6 separate regions of the Mus musculus genome follow, and all the other regions are linked to region 1. A link is a contact called in public Hi-C, HiCAR-type and HiChIP or PLAC-seq data. All regions are on one chromosome and are shown on one strand. Each heading gives the region's core, a stretch centred on a gene start, on an enhancer-like site or on the middle of the called end of the contact. The rest is flanking DNA. Distances are from core to core; before and after follow the strand shown. Region 1 holds the start of Plpp3 (phospholipid phosphatase 3). Region 2 has its middle 160 kb from the start of Gm40217. Region 3 has its middle 230 kb from the start of Gm29922. Region 4 has its middle 260 kb from the start of Gm40217. Region 5 has its middle 140 kb from the start of Gm40217. Region 6 has its middle 210 kb from the start of Gm40217.

Evidence for each region. Hi-C and Micro-C count contacts between places; a contact is called where the count stands out from the background. HiCAR-type assays count read pairs that join an accessible place to other places. HiChIP or PLAC-seq counts read pairs in DNA pulled down with a chosen protein or histone mark.
Region 2: a contact with region 1 is called in an H3K4me3 HiChIP or PLAC-seq map of neural progenitor cells, with 13 times the contacts expected there. The contact joins the enhancer-like site here to the promoter of Plpp3 in region 1. A contact is called at or near these places in 16 of 39 promoter capture datasets (the 3T3-L1 cell line, 3T3-L1-derived adipocytes, the C10 cell line and 11 more), 1 of 15 datasets of contacts at CTCF or cohesin (embryonic stem cells), 26 of 484 Hi-C or Micro-C datasets (the C10 cell line, CD4 T cells, the HL-1 cell line and 10 more), 27 of 115 datasets of contacts at active chromatin or transcription factors (the NIH/3T3 cell line, astrocytes, a colorectal cancer cell line and 12 more) and 2 of 9 other capture datasets (embryonic stem cells and liver).
Region 3: a HiCAR-type map of fibro-adipogenic progenitors shows a contact between it and region 1, with 8 times the contacts expected there. The contact joins the enhancer-like site here to the promoter of Plpp3 in region 1. A contact is called at or near these places in 11 of 39 promoter capture datasets (the 3T3-L1 cell line, the C10 cell line, the HPC-7 cell line and 6 more), 4 of 484 Hi-C or Micro-C datasets (embryonic fibroblasts, embryonic stem cells and uterus), 16 of 115 datasets of contacts at active chromatin or transcription factors (the NIH/3T3 cell line, cardiomyocytes, craniofacial prominence and 7 more) and 3 of 9 other capture datasets (adipose tissue, embryonic stem cells and liver).
Region 4: a FOXA1 HiChIP or PLAC-seq map of pancreatic cancer cells shows a contact between it and region 1. The contact joins the enhancer-like site here to the promoter of Plpp3 in region 1. A contact is called at or near these places in 7 of 39 promoter capture datasets (the 3T3-L1 cell line, 3T3-L1-derived adipocytes, the HPC-7 cell line and 4 more), 2 of 15 datasets of contacts at CTCF or cohesin (the NIH/3T3 cell line and embryonic stem cells), 1 of 484 Hi-C or Micro-C datasets (myocytes), 10 of 115 datasets of contacts at active chromatin or transcription factors (the NIH/3T3 cell line, bone marrow-derived macrophages, craniofacial prominence and 4 more) and 2 of 9 other capture datasets (adipose tissue and embryonic stem cells).
Region 5: a contact with region 1 is called in a Hi-C map of uterus, with 5 times the contacts expected there. The contact joins the enhancer-like site here to the promoter of Plpp3 in region 1. A contact is called at or near these places in 16 of 39 promoter capture datasets (the 3T3-L1 cell line, 3T3-L1-derived adipocytes, the C10 cell line and 10 more), 2 of 15 datasets of contacts at CTCF or cohesin (embryonic stem cells and stem cell-derived epiblast-like cells), 29 of 484 Hi-C or Micro-C datasets (the HL-1 cell line, adipose-derived mesenchymal stem cells, cerebellum and 9 more), 27 of 115 datasets of contacts at active chromatin or transcription factors (the NIH/3T3 cell line, embryonic forebrain, embryonic hindbrain and 10 more) and 3 of 9 other capture datasets (adipose tissue, embryonic stem cells and pancreatic islet).
Region 6: a contact with region 1 is called in an H3K4me3 HiChIP or PLAC-seq map of embryonic limb bud, with 6 times the contacts expected there. The contact joins the enhancer-like site here to the promoter of Plpp3 in region 1. A contact is called at or near these places in 11 of 39 promoter capture datasets (3T3-L1-derived adipocytes, the C10 cell line, the HPC-7 cell line and 7 more), 2 of 15 datasets of contacts at CTCF or cohesin (large pre-B cells and stem cell-derived epiblast-like cells), 5 of 484 Hi-C or Micro-C datasets (the HL-1 cell line, embryonic stem cells, nephron progenitors and 1 more), 15 of 115 datasets of contacts at active chromatin or transcription factors (the NIH/3T3 cell line, bone marrow-derived macrophages, craniofacial prominence and 7 more) and 4 of 9 other capture datasets (embryonic stem cells, liver, macrophages and 1 more).

The regions. Positions count from the first base shown.
Region 1 is chr4:105,156,016-105,158,715 of GRCm38.p6, forward strand. It overlaps Plpp3 (phospholipid phosphatase 3), which reads left to right and starts at 1,332. Exons shown (of 6, transcript NM_080555.2): 1 at 1,332-1,948. The coding sequence starts at 1,810. Gm29838 (a long non-coding RNA gene) reads right to left here and starts at 656. Exons shown (of 2, transcript XR_376486.3): 1 at 1-656.
Region 2 is chr4:105,474,026-105,476,725 of GRCm38.p6, forward strand. No RefSeq gene overlaps it. Among named protein-coding and RNA genes, the nearest start is that of Gm40217, 160 kb to the left of the region's middle. Within about 2 kb of position 1,341, at least 56 of the 459 cell types and tissues checked have an H3K27ac peak or open chromatin away from gene starts, as enhancers often do. A contact at or near this core is called in astrocytes, embryonic forebrain, neural progenitor cells and 5 more, where this site is marked.
Region 3 is chr4:105,609,878-105,612,577 of GRCm38.p6, forward strand. No RefSeq gene overlaps it. Among named protein-coding and RNA genes, the nearest start is that of Gm29922, 230 kb to the right of the region's middle. Within about 2 kb of position 1,289, at least 31 of the 459 cell types and tissues checked have an H3K27ac peak or open chromatin away from gene starts, as enhancers often do. A contact at or near this core is called in the NIH/3T3 cell line and fibro-adipogenic progenitors, where this site is marked.
Region 4 is chr4:105,579,749-105,582,448 of GRCm38.p6, forward strand. No RefSeq gene overlaps it. Among named protein-coding and RNA genes, the nearest start is that of Gm40217, 260 kb to the left of the region's middle. Within about 2 kb of position 1,438, at least 14 of the 459 cell types and tissues checked have an H3K27ac peak or open chromatin away from gene starts, as enhancers often do. A contact at or near this core is called in pancreatic cancer cells, where this site is marked.
Region 5 is chr4:105,456,087-105,458,786 of GRCm38.p6, forward strand. No RefSeq gene overlaps it. Among named protein-coding and RNA genes, the nearest start is that of Gm40217, 140 kb to the left of the region's middle. Within about 2 kb of position 1,260, at least 27 of the 459 cell types and tissues checked have an H3K27ac peak or open chromatin away from gene starts, as enhancers often do. A contact at or near this core is called in adipose tissue, fibro-adipogenic progenitors, muscle stem cells and 1 more, where this site is marked.
Region 6 is chr4:105,525,696-105,528,395 of GRCm38.p6, forward strand. No RefSeq gene overlaps it. Among named protein-coding and RNA genes, the nearest start is that of Gm40217, 210 kb to the left of the region's middle. Within about 2 kb of position 1,291, at least 6 of the 459 cell types and tissues checked have an H3K27ac peak or open chromatin away from gene starts, as enhancers often do. A contact at or near this core is called in embryonic limb bud, where this site is marked.

The sequences.
Region 1 (2,700 bases), core at 82-2,581:
TGTGAGTCTGAGGCCAGCCTGGTCTACATAGTGAGTTCTAAGACATATTAGGGCTAGAGAGAGAGAGAGAGACCCTGTCTCAAACAAACAAACAAACAACAATGCTAGAACCATTGAGCCATTTCCACCTCTGTATTATAAAGACCCTTGGAAGAAATGTGCATTTGTATGCTATGTACTGTGCTCCAAGCTTGATACTAAGGAAAATGTAAGGGAGGGTCCTGACCCTTCAAGTGTTGATTCTCTTGAAGGAAAAAAAAACAAAAAACAAAAAACCAGCTCATAAAAAAGTAATCAACTTTAAAAATCATATAAAACCATATAAAAAGTATTCAAAGGGAAACATCAGATTCCTTGAAAGTCAAGGCCAATAATGCTCAGGTATGCCGGAGGCCAGCTGGACTAGGAAAGAGGCGGGCAGGCTTGGCTTTGGTTACCCACGTTCAGAACTAGTAGTATTGGCTCAACTCACCGAGCTCCTCTGTTGTGCAAGCTTTGCTGCAGAAGCACATGAGAAAGAATCAATTATATCTCCACCATGACTGCCTGGGGAGAAATATTTTGGTGTCTGTAGTTTACTCGCGGGGAAATTAAGGCACAGAGACATAGGATTCTAGAACAGGGGGTCTGGCTCTGGAGTCTCTTTTTTTTTCGGGGGGGGGGGGGGTGGAGGGGAGGTTCGAGACAGGGTTTTTCTGTGTAGTCCTGGCTGTCCTGGAACTCACTCGGTAGACTAGGTTGACCTTGAACTCAGAAATCCGCCTGCCTCTGCCTCTCAAGTGCTGGGATTAAAGGAGTGCGCCACCACCGCCCAGCCCGGAGTCTTTTACACCGTAGGATCTTCGGAATCTAGCACAATTATCCGGTGCTGAGCGTTAAAAGCAAAACAACAACCAACCTAGCTTTCCTTGAAAATTGAATTTTTAGGATAATCCAATTCAAGGCTGAAATTTGTAAATAAATAAACAAGTAAATAAAGAAAGCATTTTAGTATTATAGACCTCCCACCGATCCTCTCCCCACCTCTAATCAAAGGCCAGCAAGAAAAAAAAATTTTATTTATATGTTTTTTTTCCTCCCCTTTTGTGATGCTTTGGAGTTTCTGAACGCTAGGGGCTCCCTGATTCTCTGGTTTGAGAACAACTTTTTCTTTTACGATTTTTTTTTTTTTTTTTTTTTTGGAAAAGGGGTGGGGGAAATGTGGCCTTAATTATCCTACGTTTTAGGCAGCTTAAGGAAGGGGCTGTGCTTTCTGAATCTTGTTGGAGCCAAGTAAGGAGGTCCTTCTCCTCCCCCCTCGCTTTTTAAAGGCGCTCGTGAAATATAAGCTCAGAAAACAAACCGAGCGATCACAGCGGCAGCCCGGGCGGCAGCAGCAGGAGGAGGAGGAGCAGGAGGAGGAGGCAGAGTTGGAGTTGGGCAGACGCTGAGGAGAGCTAGCTGCAGGACGCTGCGGAGTTGCAGGGCTCCGCGCTGCTCCATTCATTAAGTAGCTGCGGAGGATCGTGGCGGGACGCCGACGCTGCCCACTCGCAAACTCCAGCACGCAGACGCACGCCAGCCGGACGCGTCCGGGGCAGCACAGTTCTGCAAAAGTTCCTGCTCGGGATTTGGCTCTCTTCCCCTTGGACTAGCGAACAGTTTGGGGTTGAGAGGAAAGCAGAGGCGCCCAGAGGGGAAACCTACCCGCGTCTGCAGTTGGAACTACTCCGCCGGGCTGCACTCTCGCCGCCGCGTCCCGAGCCCGCATACCCGCTCCTGAGCAGCGGCGGCCCGCATCGCCCCGGGAGGCTCCCCGCAGCCAGCGCCATGCAAAGCTACAAGTACGACAAGGCGATCGTCCCTGAGAGTAAGAACGGCGGCAGCCCGGCGCTCAACAACAACCCGAGGAAGGGCGGCAGCAAGCGGGTGCTGCTCATCTGCCTGGACCTCTTCTGCCTCTTCATGGGTGAGCGCAGTCCCACGGGTCCCACCCAACCCCTTCCGGGCCCCGGGCCCCGCTGCGCTGTCAGCCCCCAGGGTCCCGCAGCCATCTCCCCCACCCCCGGGCGCCGTGCTGGCCGCGAGCTCCCCGCCCTCCCGGACCCCCAATCCCCGGCCTGCGAATTCAAGTTGGGGCGTGCTTGTGCTTTCGCGGCAGCTGGAACCACCTCCTTAGGGGTGATCTCCAGCTGGGAGTCCGGCCCAGCACCTCGGAAGGTGTGAGCTCGAGCTCCAAGATATGGAGGAAACCTGTGGCTCTCTGCTCTGTATCCGAGTCAGATGCGAGTGAGACCCATCTCGGTCTCCGAGCAAGGCAGGCTCCTGCCGGAGTGGCGCTGCTCGTCCCGGCTGCATGTAAACATCCACCCCTTCCGTCGCGCTGCCTTGCAGGGCCAGTCGCGCTAGCCGGCCTTGTCACTCGCTACTCGCTTGGCTGAAAGCCCCAGAGGGTGGAACGCGGCTCTACCGGGCCAGGTGCTGGGCAGCGAGGAGCACATCACTTGTTGAGCGCCTACTGTGTGCCAGTTGATAGGCCGCTTCCCGGGCATCAGCTTTAAACTAGCTCACTCCCTGACTTGTGCCGGGAGGCCACTGAAAGAAAGGCTGCCTGCCACAGTCTTGCTTGGGGGCCACAGTGGAGCTACACTCCCTCAAAGTTGAGGCGCTAGCTCAACTATTAGAACAGATGCAAGTTTCAGCTGAAAGAGCGGTGGGAGG
Region 2 (2,700 bases), core at 91-2,590, 320 kb after region 1:
GACTGTTTACTAAACTGGAACCACTTTGGCTCTAAACATGGAAGGTCAGAACGCCCTCATGGAAAAAGCTGAGACGGAAATTCTTCATGTTCTGCATGTTCAAAATGAGGTGCACTCTGAATGAGTAGAGAGCCTAGAAAGCTGTGGGCTGTTTAGAGATGAGTTCATTTGCAACGTAACTGCTCTAGGTTTCAAGAGGTTGAGGATGTGTGGGATTTGATCCCAGGGAAAATCTCCTATTAACCCAACCAAGTCAGGGCCAAGTCCTTAGCATTCAGAAGCAATGACAAAGTTTCTTTGGTCATGGATAAAGCTTGAGGGGACTAGGAGGCTCTCTATAAGTTGACAAGCATCAGATGGGGACAGCATGCCATTCCCCACTCCAGCATACCAACCCAGAACATTGTCCACAAGCGCTTCATATACCGTACTCTTAATTATCTGTGGAAGGCAGCATACTAGTCATTAATAAAGACCTCGCCTAAGGTGTCAAACTGACCTGGGTCTGAATCCTGACCTGACTATCTGGTGACTGAGTGGAAAAGCCACTTCTCTGAGCCCATTTCTCCATCTACCCTTCAGTGACTAGTATGGCACCCACGTAAGAAGCTGAGGGTGAAGATGTAGAGGACAATGCAGGAGGAAATCCATTGTAGGATTTTTAAAGAAATAGTGACATTTACTCCCTCCCTAGTCTTGGCTAAGGCTCCATCCCATCTTTCAGACTTGGTCGCTTTTATACCTCTGACTCCTCTTGTCTACACATCCTTCTTTTGCAAGCATCACAGTCGTACAATTCAAACCTTGTCCACCAGGAGCATAGGTTATATTTTGGTACCAAACACCTTCCTCTGTGACTTTGTCCCTCACATCCCAATTCACAGATGGTAAAAAGAAGTTACTGGGCTACTCTCCTACAACATCGGGCCTTATAAAAATTTGAACCAAATCACAGATGGCATGTCAACAACTCCTTTCTCTTCTCTCTCTCTCTCTCTCTCTCTCTCTCTCTCTCCCTCTCTCTCTCTCACACACACACACACACACAAACACACACACATACACACACACACACACACACACAAACACACACACATACACACACACACATTTCCTTCTGGAACATTTATTATTTACACACCACTGAGTCTCCATCAGCCATTTTTCAAGAGTGGCACAAAGTGAATTCTCCACAGAGAAGAACAAACGAGCGATTGAAAGGGATTTCACGCCTGAATGCCCTCATTCTACTCAAGGCCGGCCATCGTGGCTGCTACCTCTCTGTTCATTATCAAGGGAGCTGGAGTTTGTCACTTGCACCAGATCCTGGCCTCTCCCAGAGACCCTCTGGAGAAGGCCTCCTCGGTTACCGTAGAAACGTCTTCCTTCCTGGATGCAGACCCATGAAGGCTCAGGCTTCGAGACCCAAGAGGGGCCTTGTTTAAACAGGAAAGAGCAGACAGTTTAATGAGTAGCTTTGCAGCTCAGATTCCTACACAGTTTACAGTAGTTGAAGTAATAAAATTCATAATGAATGTTTCTTTATTTTAGTTTTATGTTTGTTTTCTTCTCTCTTTTTTTTTTTTTGCCCTTTTGTTTTGTTTTTCCTGAATACTCTCCAACTGATGGTAGGCATTTTTAATTACTAGGGAAATATCATTGAAGAAGAAAGAATGCACAGTCTGTATGTCCATGTGTCCCATTTATTCTTCACGATATTTCCACCACATACATAATTATTACATTGGGGAAATGGAGAGTCAAAGAGCTTAAATTACCAGCCTTGGACACATGGCTATTTGTGAGAAATGGACCTTTCAAGTGAGCAACTCCCCCAACAAAATCTGAATCCATTAATGAAGTGGGAGTTAAATGTGTGATTTTTCAACAGGTAAACACGATTGGCAGTTTGATCCACAAAGAAGTGTAACATCAGCTTGCAGGAATAGGATGACTGACTGGGAGGAGGACACAGTCGAAGAGGCCCATCATTAAGCTTTCTTTTGAGGGGAGTTTTGTCCTTGGTTGCCTTTGATGACTTGAGACCACACAACTAGTCAGAAATCTTACCATACAGGGCCGAAGTCAAGAGGCCACCTAGAATGGTTATTTGGTCGTGTGATAGACATCAGGAGCATTCCACACACTACCTTCCTTGAGCAGTAGATTCATTGACACAACCAATACAGCATTAGAAAGGTAAGGGCAAAGAGCCAAACAAGTCTGTCTAATTGCCAAGCCTGGTGTTCTGCTGGTGTTTCATCTTCTGCTCCCCCAGAGCAGACTCCTATGAAAAAACTGAAGGCCCTCTGTCTCAAGGCCTCAGGCATTACTTTACATACCAGAGGCAGGCTGTCCAGGGGGAAATTGTACCTGAGCTAGGTAGGGAGAGAGTTTCTGTCTTTCTGGGAAGGAGCTGGGATACTGTGGTACCCAGCGGGCGCTCTAGATGGAGTTGGGATGCTTCTACAGTCATGAATGAGCAAACAAAGCAATTGAAAGGCAATTACTACTCTGTAAAGGGCCTGGAAACAAGCTGGCAGCTGTGGGGGAGTTCTGAACTGTGAGAACTGCCTGGAGCCAGAGGCAGGTGATTTTAAAGGCCAGGGGATTGTTTTATCAGGCCACTGAGGCTCTTACTCACAGCGACTTTCTTCCATGCAGGACAGTTACTGTTGTCTACCTGTTCTCGTTAAGCCA
Region 3 (2,700 bases), core at 39-2,538, 450 kb after region 1:
AAATGGAATGAGCAGACCTTAAATTAAGAAAAGTTTTAGAACCGTTCTTCAGGCGGTAAAAGTGAATGAACTAGAAATAAATGAATTCATAGTTATCAGAGGGAAAACAAGATTTTTAAGTCAATTTGACTTTTTAAAAATTACTATATCTTTAATCTTTTTTTTTTTTTTTTGCAGTTCATCCCCAGTGTCCAGGCCCCCTCACACCCTTGCCTTCACAGGGCATCCCCAGTGCCTAGTGCCATTCGAGCCCTTCTCCCCAGATCATGCCCACTGAACAGGGGTACGATTCCCCCTCTGATTTGTATCCATCATGCTCTTTCCAATACTGTCCTTCCATCCCTTCTTCCCTGCCTTTTTTTTTTTCTGAGCATTTGTGTTTAGAGGTTATTGTGGATGTATCGATTGGGGCTAGGTATCCAATGCTCACTCTTTTCTGCATTTTGACCACTAATGAATGGATCTCAGTGCTAGTCTTCATTTGTTACAAAAAGAAGCTTCCCCATCTACCTGGCCAATATTAATTAAAGCTTGCTTTAGTTGAATAATTGTAGAACCGGTCTTTCTTCTCGCAAATTTCAGATTGAACAGAACGTATAAAGGCTTTATGGAGACAGGGTATCCTGGCAATTGGAGGTCCAAGGAATGCCAAAAGAAAAGAAAATCATACCATGCAACAGACATCACATAAGAAATTTAATTGGGGGTGGGGGGGGTGGGGGGGGAAGTGAAAGGCCACCTCTGAGTAGGAATATAATATATTCAAGGAACTAATACATAGAGTATATATATATATATATATATATATATATATATATATATATATATATATATATATGGAGAGAGAGAGAGAGAGAGAGAGAGAGAGAGAGAGAGAGAGAGAGAGAGAAGATAAAGACACAAAGAGGGACAGAGTGAGGGACAGACAGACCAGGAAACAGAGAGTGGGCATGATGGTGGGGACCCTTTAAAGGGTACTCTTGTGGAGTTTGGTGGCTGGTGATGTCATAGCGGCTGGCACTGAGGCAGTCTGGGAGAGCACCTGGTCTCTAACAGATGCAGCCAGAAAGTCCAAAGAATTCACCAAGAAAATGCAACCAATGTGTGGTAAGGAAATCAGATCGATTTGAGTCCAAGTTTTCTGGATTTCGATGTCCTGTATTAGCCACCAAAGCCCAAGATAAGTCGTGACTTCCTGGGGAAAGACAGAGGCCAGGGAGTCTGCTGGGAAGAAAGCAACATGTGCTGGATCTCGGAGCTGACTCACCCAGCATCTCCCCACGCCCATCTTCTGCTGCTGGGTCCTGACTTTCCTGTGGCGCCTGATGTATGTTTTTCTCTGAATCACAGTGGGCTGGGATAGCAACACAAGAATTATGACAAAAATGTCCCTATGGGGGAAAAAAGATGTCACTGTGATTTTTAGGAAGCATCTGGGGAGGAGTTACAAAATCTTTGAAAACTTGGGGGTCAATTTTGTTATGGTTAAAATAATTCTCTCTCTCTCTCTCTCAACCTCCCTCCCTCCCTCCCTCCTTCCTTCCCTCCCTCCCCTCTCTAACTTCCTTTCTTCTTTTCCAAGGTAATAAGTAACTTTTCTGATCTAAGGTGGAAACTCAGAGATTAAAAAAAGTCAGATTCCTTGGACTTTTAGGAATATTTGCTTAACTTGGGTAGAGATGTAAAAAGTCTCATATTCCAAGGACTAAGAACTATCCACCCCCACCCACCTCAAAGTGAATCAGAATTTGCAGTTGTATTATTTGTCCTCAAGGCCTAGGAAGTGAGGAATCCAGAGATGAATTAAGGGAATAGATCTTAATGAGAGAACTTTGTGCATGAATACATAGAGTGTAAAGGCTGTCTCTTTTACAGCAGCTGGAAAAAGAAGAGAAGGTGGAGGGGAAGGAAAGAGAGGGAAGAAGAGGAGGGAGGGAGGAAATAGGAATAGAGGGGAAACACTATTCTCACCATTGACTAAATGAGGCCTCATTTTGTAGACCAGACGCTGGAAGGGCAGATCTATGGCCATGGAGAAGGTGGGAATTCAGAAAGTAATACAATATCTGATTGTCTAGTCTCAAATCCTGAACACCGGAATCTTTAGAGGTTCAAGAGCATAGTAATAAAGGCACATGGATTATTTTACATGTCTGACACTTGAAATAGTGGTACTTTTAGTAAAATCTGGCATGGAGAAGGGCTATTGTTATATTTGCAAAGGCCCATACTCTTGTTAATTCTTCTGGGTTCTATTCTGTTCTCTGAGAAGCCACACTCCTGCTGTATGCTACACATGGTTCTCTGCCTTCTCGACTCCCACTATACACAACAGCAATAAGACTGCATCACCGAGCCAAGGCCAGTTGGTGTTTCTCTTCTAGATTTCCACATCTCCTAGTGCTGACCTTGTCAAAGCACGGTCCATTCATACTGTGATGGCGCTCCATCTCTCCTTGTATCTTCCACAGACTGTAAAATCCAGCACCTCGCTCCTCTAACAGCTGGGGTATTGTTCTCTGAACCTTAAGCTTACTGAGGGTGCAGCCAGAGAAAGGGCAAGTGTGTCTGTTGGTACTGAAAGCTTTGCTCCTACCTCTCCTGTTTCTTCTCATTGTTCTAGAAGAATCATTTGCTTCTCTCTGTGGACACTTGGCCTTTCTTCCCCAGAACTGGTCTTCCTTGAGCTCACCATGGTGT
Region 4 (2,700 bases), core at 188-2,687, 420 kb after region 1:
AAAACCAAAAGTGGTTGGGCTTCCAGTCAATTCATCATGGGTAAGAATAGTCCATTTTGGTAGTGTTATTTCATTGTTTACAATCTACCTATGGGTAGTTGGCTGGTAACTACCTGGATGTTGACATTTCACAAAGGCCATACACAACCACACTTTTATTTCTATTTGTGCTATGCCTTGGAGTAGTTTCCCAAAGTGATTTTGAGTGTGGAAGAAATAGTATTGTCCCTGAACAGCTGGCTTGGTATCAAAATCTAACTGATGCTTTTATTAAATTGATTTTCCTTTGGAGATTTTAAAAGAATGATTTGATTTCCAGAAAATACTAGACTCAAAATCTTGAGACCTAAAATTCTTTTCTATTCAGCAAAACAAGTCATTGTATAGAGGTTGTTCAAATCAACTAAAGTAATAAATGTCTGTTAAACAAGTGGAAAAAAAAAGAATGGATGTGCTGATTGAAATGCTATTTGTGAAAATTCTTGTGAAGAAGCAGGCCTTTTGCTTATTATTTGGCAGATACTATTTAGAGATTATAATATATACTAAACTTGGGGAATATAAAGAATATTGATCATATCCTCTCATTGTGTCCCACTTTGTGAGTGCGCTGGGATAGGTAAATCTATTGTAAAGGGAAGCGTAGGGAGCGTGGGATGCCAAGCCCAGACTTGAGAGCCCATGTCGGTGTGGTGCTGCTCCTTCTGGTCTCAGAGTTGGTGGAAACTGTACCAGTGTATCGATAGCAAGCACACGTGAGTGCTCATGTGAGTGTGCGTGTGCGTGTATGCATGTGCCTGAGTGTGTGTGTGTGCTTGTGCCTGTGTGTGGGTGTTTAAAGGGCATGGGGATAAAGCATCTTGTCACTAACAATGATAAAAACATTAAAAAATAAAAATAATATTTAATAAATTAAATATCTTTAATACTAACTATTAAATATATTTTATCTATGTGCTAGGCTCAATCTCTAGTACCACCCAAAAACTAAAGAGAAATTGGTGAAAAATATATCTTTTCTTTTATAGAATTTCTGTCATCTTAGAGTTAGAAGAAAAAAAAAAGAGAAGGAAACAACTTTCATGCTAGTTTTTAAAGAGGAACTTTCTTCACTTCTAAAAGGCAAATGCAAATATTGCTTGGTTGAATGGCAAAATTCCTTTTGACTCCAAGAACCAGAAGGAGGGATCTGGAGTGCTGTGTAGGTCTCTAGAGGCTCTTAAAACAGGGAGTCTAATCTGAGCAGGAGGGCTAGAGAGTGACCAACACGGCAATATAACAGATGCATCGCTGCCTGCAGAGCCTGAAAAAAAAAAAAGTCCTTATACTCTGCAGATGCCATAGTTTTAATTGCTAAGAAACTCTATCCTGTTTTCTGTGAGTCACATAATTAATATGTGACGGCAGCATATTTGGTTGGGCAGATATGGTATTTAACCTCTGAGTACACACAGAGTCCTGTCACTGTGGAGCCAGGAACAGGAGCGGAGGGATTGCTGAACACATCTGAACCTTCCGAGCTGTGGGTTTTTCCACGGTGGAGTGGGAATGTGATCCATCACTGAATGTTTACCTTCCATGCCCACGGAATCTTAGACATTCCCATCTGGGAAGGACTTAACAGACTAGCAACTCCAATTTCTTCAGACATGCACCGGCAAGGGCAAAAGTGAGCTGGCACCTAACATGGGTGGCCAATGGGTTGAGTTACAACATTTAATCTTTAACATCGTCCTATGAGACAGATATTTTCATCACCCCCTCGATGGCAGAAATGTCAGCTAAGAGTGGAGAGGCTCAGGACCAGGCATGGCGGCACACATGACTGTAATCCTAGTACTCAGGAGGGAGGCTGGTGTAGAAAGACCACAAGTTAAAGGACAGTGTGGTTGGAATAAGAAGTTTTGGGCTAGCCATGGCTACCCTGATGATATGCTGTCTTACCCTTTCCAACCTCCTCTTGCTTAGGATCACATTCTTGCCTTTGTAAAGTCAAGAGTCAAATATAACTAGAAAAAGCTATGGGTTTGTCAAATCATAACTGTCTCCTGATTGTACATTTGAAGCCATTGGCAATGGGGGTTAGAACCTCTTTAAAAGTGATTGTTGTTTCTCTTACTTCATAGATCAGTAACCCATGGCTTAGGAAAAATTTAAAATACTCCTCTAAATGCATAAAAATACTGTAAGTTATAAGTCATTGCTACAGTGTAATGTGTATGATGAAATCAACTCATACAGAAGGCTCTTACAGTGGGCCAGGCCTGGTGCTAGCTTGGGGGCTTCATGTACATTAGTTCAATGTAATCCTAAACCCAACAAGATAGGTAATACTCTACCACCATGTTGTTAAGAAGGAAGCCAAGTTTAAACAATAGAAAGTTCAGATAATCTGTCTAGGGTCACGACACTAATGACTATATGAAATTGAGCCATTGTGTGGACTCCAGGGTCAACACTTAACCATCTGCTCTTCCATTCCAACTTCTGTCAGTCAATAAACTCTTTGTCTCCCATGATCCCCTCCTCTAGACATGCAGACATCTACACTACTGCAGAATGAAACTTCTGGTTCGTTGTTGGTTTGCTCTGTTTTGTTTTCAGTTTCATTTTTACCATGAGTGCAAGGCTAAAGAAAATTATGAGCAGGAATTGGGACTTTCAGGAAATTCTGATCCTTGATAAATTAAATAATTTATT
Region 5 (2,700 bases), core at 10-2,509, 300 kb after region 1:
GCAGACCATCTTTCCTCCCAGTGTTGCTGGAGGGGCACAGTCTTCCTGAGGTCAGTGCCTCTGACCCCTCACAAAAGCTGGGGATCTGGAGCTCACCACATAGCCTGTAGGCAGCTCAAAAGGCTAGAGAATATCCTTTCCAAGGGACTCAGTTGACCTTAACATCTCTTAGCTTTGCTGGTTTCCACTTTTTCCAAACAGCTTGTCTGGACTCAGAGTCTTCTTTGGAATTTGCCTTTTCTGGGAGTGACTTTCAGCAGGTCGGCTTGTTTATACTTGGGGACCTCATACCAGAGCCTTTAGACCAGATGGTCCTAGGCACCACTGCTACCTTGACCCCTTGTGAGTCTCTTTGAAATTCAGTTTCCTCATTTCTAGAATGAGAATAACCGTAGGGTGTGGGGTAGTTGTACTAGAGGTTGGGGAGATGGTACACCAGGAAAAGCACTAGCTACACGTGACTGAGGAACTAAGTTCTAATTCCCATAAATAAAGCTAGATACTGGGCATGCATACATCCCGTCACAGTGCTCCTGAGGGGAGTTGGGAGGTAGAAACAGGAGAATACACTAAAGTTTATGGACCAGGCAACCTGGTATATCCATCAGGAAACAAACAAACAACAAAACAAAACAAAAAACACCCAAGAGAGAGTCTGTATAAAAAAAAAGTGGAAGATGAGCCTGAGGTTGTCCTATGACGTCCTCATGTACATCATGGTACACATGTGTCCAGATTCATGAACACAAATGCACACATATACTAGGCCACACACATGGATGCACACATGTGCACATATATAAGCAGATAAAAACAAAAAATAAAGTAAGAGTTATGCTTAGCACAAAGGCTGGATAAATGCTTTGTAAAGAAATCAATGTACAGTTTGACTCTGTAGAAAGCTTTGTGGGAAGTGGCGGGATGTGGGAAGGCACTGGGAGTCTTCATGTGTCCCACATCACAGTCATCCCTGTCTCTCGCTTGCTGCTCACGTTCTTTCTGTAGTTTGTATTCACCACGATCCTCCTTCTTGCCATTCGCACTTGAGTTCTGGACCTTTGGCCTTGGTTTTTGACTCCCACTTGCGCTGAGCTCATTCTCTGAGGCTTTTCCTTCTGCTGAATTGGAAAAATCTCTTTTTCCTCTTGCACAACTTCTCTGATTCCGCAGCTGTGACAGCCCACCTGGCAGGGAGCTCCACTGTGGGACACTGACTGAGCTCAGCCAGGAACACCAAGACCTGACTGCCTTGGCCCAGTGAAGAACTCAGCCCTCTGATTATAGGCAATACAAAGAACGGCACTATCTCAAAGCCAACATTTTTCAGGCATTGGACAATTTGATGGTGGAGTTCATTTTCTCCTCCCATCTGGCCTGGCTCATTGTGATCTGTCAAGTAGCCTTGGGGCCAAAAGGACTGCCAGATTGGGTAATTTTCTCGGAGAAGAGCTATAAAGATGAGCGAGTCAAATGTGCTTTCAGCGTGAATCATAAATTGCAGGCACCAAGGCCAATACAAAGCACATGTCCAGCAGTGGGGGTGGGACACAGCAAGACAGAATTAATATTAGGTGTCCTGGGGCCATCACATCTCAGGAGACAATTCTATACCTGTGAAATCTTAGCATTTGTTGTAGGCATTTCAGCTTGTCTTCCAGAATGAATTCACATCACTGATATTTAACATAATAATTTGACATGGCTTTACTACTATGATGGTCCTGGCAGGTTGGCTGGAAACACAGACATATTAAGTGACAATCGCTGTATCTTATGCTAAGGGATCTGGTGAGGGAAGTACATGTTGCATGACAGGTCCTGATCCAGGTGGGGTGGGATTTGAGAAGGTGGAGGTGAGTCACATCGGAAGGAAGCAGTGTCACATGTACTAAAGAACAAGAAGAAACTAGCTAGTAAAATAAAGGAGAAAAATGAGGAAGTCCAGGGGAGGAAATAGTACCTGCAGAAACCTGGGACATGTAAGGAAATGCCATTTCCTAGTGAGACTGAGATACAGGTTAAGACACTGAAGACAAGGGTGAGATGAGCAATTGTAAGCTTTACTTTCCATATCCGTTCTACTCTAGTCCACAGGATGAGCAGGATGGAACATTCTCACACATACTATTGTCTCGCCAGCAAGAACACACGCGTGAGAAACTGGATCCTTCTGCAGCAACTTTATTACACCAGTTTCAACATGAAGAGGAATACCCCAAGCACCAAAAAGGCGCTGCTTATATACACCTTAGTGTGGCGTGTGATTGGCTGCTCTCCCAGAGCCTCATCACCACGCCCCGGGATGGGCAGTGACTTGGCACGAATTTACTCTTGCACCTGCGCACATTACTTGTTTACCAGTTAGGCACAGCGGAGGCTCATGATGGCAATTGCTCACGGCTCTCCACAGAACATGTCAACTGGGAAGTGATTCCTTACACTTCTAAAGGTGAAAATCCCTCAAGTTCTGATGACACTTAGAAACTCAACCATTGGAGATCATATCGCCCTGCTTTGTGGCTCATTCTCTGTGTGGCTCAACAGGTGGACCATCTACCCACAGCCTTCCATCTATCCACTCACACGCAGAACAGCTCTTGGGGACCATTGCAACATGACTTTGAGTCTTAACCTCAAGCCAATAAACCGCACCAGAATTTTTTTTTTTCTTTTTCTTTTTTTGTTTTTCGAGACAGGGTT
Region 6 (2,700 bases), core at 41-2,540, 370 kb after region 1:
CAGGATATGTTTGTAGAGGTGTGGTATGGTGAAGTGGAAGGAAGTGCCTCTGCAGGCCCATACTGAGGCATCCCTTCCCCATGCGGGACCAGCTACACATGGGGTAGGGAGTTGAGGAGAGAGTAGAGACAGAGAAAGAAAGAGAGAGAGCTGCAGCAAGTCTATTTTGGAATGAGAAGGATGAATATATTTTAGCGAACTACTATGAGAATATGATATAAGATCATTTTTTATTGTAGGTGTAGCAGTTGGGGCAGATACTTCGTGGTCTGTTCTTCTCTGCATTTTGACCAGATGTGCCTTTCTGTAATGGTCTGTGCTATATGAAGAAACTTCATTGATGAGAAGTAAAAGCTTATCTGTGGGTATAAGAATAAGCATTTATAGTGCAGTTAGGGATTATCACGGGATATTTTAAAAGAAGGGGTGGGAAGACTGTAAGAGCCAGAGGCCCAGACAGTCTGCTGCAGATCATGTCTTCTAGATATGTGAGGAAAGCTATGCTCATGAAATCTCAACATTATGGTTGCCTAAGACCCAGACAATTCTAGCACTAGTTGGCATCCCAGTGTGCATGGGGAAAATCCAGGGCTTTACCTCTAGATCCAGTGCTATAAGCAATTAATGACTTCTGAGAGGGGGAGAATTAGTTTTCCCAAGGAATTAGCCTCCAATTCGTCATCTAATACCAAGTTGTTGGCTTTAAAACCACACGAGCAATACTAAATGGACTCAGCAGGTTTAATTTATACATTTATTCACAAATAGGTAGATACATAAGACAATAATAATTACAGAAAAGAGGCCATGAATTTGAGAGGGAGCAGGAGGGACATGAGAGGAGTTGGAGGGAGAAGAGGGAGGATGAGATGATATAATTATATTTTCATTACAAATAAAACAAGATTTAAAAATTTAAAGAATATTGCCTACATATTCTGGACATGGTGTGATAATACCATGATAGGTTATAACTTTTAATAAAACAGTAGGCTAAAAACAATTCAATGTAAAGCGTAAAGTTGAATTGCTTTGCTGTCAGATGGGGCTTGAAGGTTGCTAGCGCTTGCCTTTGCACTTGCCAGGGGCTCTTCTGTGCTGTCTGCTGCAGACTAACTTGGGTTTGCTCAACCTGTAGTTCTGGGGGTTGGGGTGTTGTTTGTGGGGGGAATTTTACAACCTCAGCTGCTGCTGGGTGTGGACTGCGTGCTAACAGAACCTGCTGGTAATCAAACATGGTCTTTAATCTGCGGCGTTCCGTTCCCTAGGTTAGGCCTCTCCTGCGATGCTCTGCTCCCAATGCCAAGCCATGAACTTAATGAAATTCCCCCAGAAAACCAGAAACCTTGTAAACTGCTACCACCAAGAGATCCTTCTCACAAAACGGCTTGTGTTGCCTTCAAAGAAGCTCATAACTTCATAAATTGAAAACTCTGGGGATCACCCAGGACTGTAGTTCCCCAGGGCCAGGCTCTGGCTTAGCTTTAGTCATGATGAATTTTATTCATCAAATTAACTGAGTGCATTTATTTTGAAAGAATGTCTTTTGTTCTGCTTTTCATACCTTGACAGTGAAAAATAGCATGGTTCTCTCTCTCTCTCTCTCTCTCTCTCTCTCTCTCTCTCTCTCTCTCTCTCATTTTCTCTGTCTTTTTCTGAAATCAGAAATTCTGCAAACCACTTTTGCAGATGGAGAATGTGCACTTCAGTGAAGTAATGTGATTCCCCTAAGATGACTTACTCTATTATTATTAAAGGACCAGGAGTCAACCCTGGACCTACTGATGAATGATTTGGTGCCAAGTTAGGAAATGAGTCGCACATGATGAGAGAAGTAATGTTCATACATTTGAGAATTCTCAGCTTCCAGCGTTGTTTTGCTAATGCAGAGCCCATGTGCACTGCTTTAGCAAAAGGAACATTCACAGCATCATGGACCCCGTGTTTTCCTTTCACTTGCTCTTTTTAACAAACCATCTTGTCCTGGAGGCTCTGAAGCACACCAGGAAGGTGTTTGTGCCCAGCTCTCAGGTTTGGTAGAGAAGAGAGTTTTTAAGTCATCTGTGAATGTGTGTTGGTGGCCGATGAAAAGAAGGCATACTCATTCAAAGATTAGAGCTATGCCTCCTGAGTTTTGCATTTATGGCCTCACTTGCCAGACATTTTCCATTCATTCCTGGGAATTATCTCATGTCAAATGACTCTCTACACCTGAGACACATCTCAGAGGAATTTAGTTAAACACTGTTTATTGCCAACATTTCAGTAGATAAGGGAGCTTATTTTTTAGTTCTGGAAGGAGAAATCTACCATCCTGTAAAAAAAAACCATTGTGACTATAAGTATGTCATTAAATGGTTTTGAAAGCAAAATAAGGAGGTAACATATGGTGGACTATAACCCCTAATATTCAAAGTCAATAGCAACTTTTTAAAAATATGATTATATTCTCAAGTATTTTATTATAGTTATGGAAAGCTCCATAAAAGAATTAATGGTATTGAACATCTCATGAGCTTTGTGGCTAATAGTGTATATTCTTTGAAGAATTATCTGTTTATTTGTTCAATTTTAAGTTGGATATTTGTCTTTATTGCATCAAATAATTTACACAGCTCATATATTAAATCCTTAACCAATAAAAAAAAAACCATTGTGAAAAATTTAGGCCATGTATAAAATTCAAGAGCGATTAGCCTG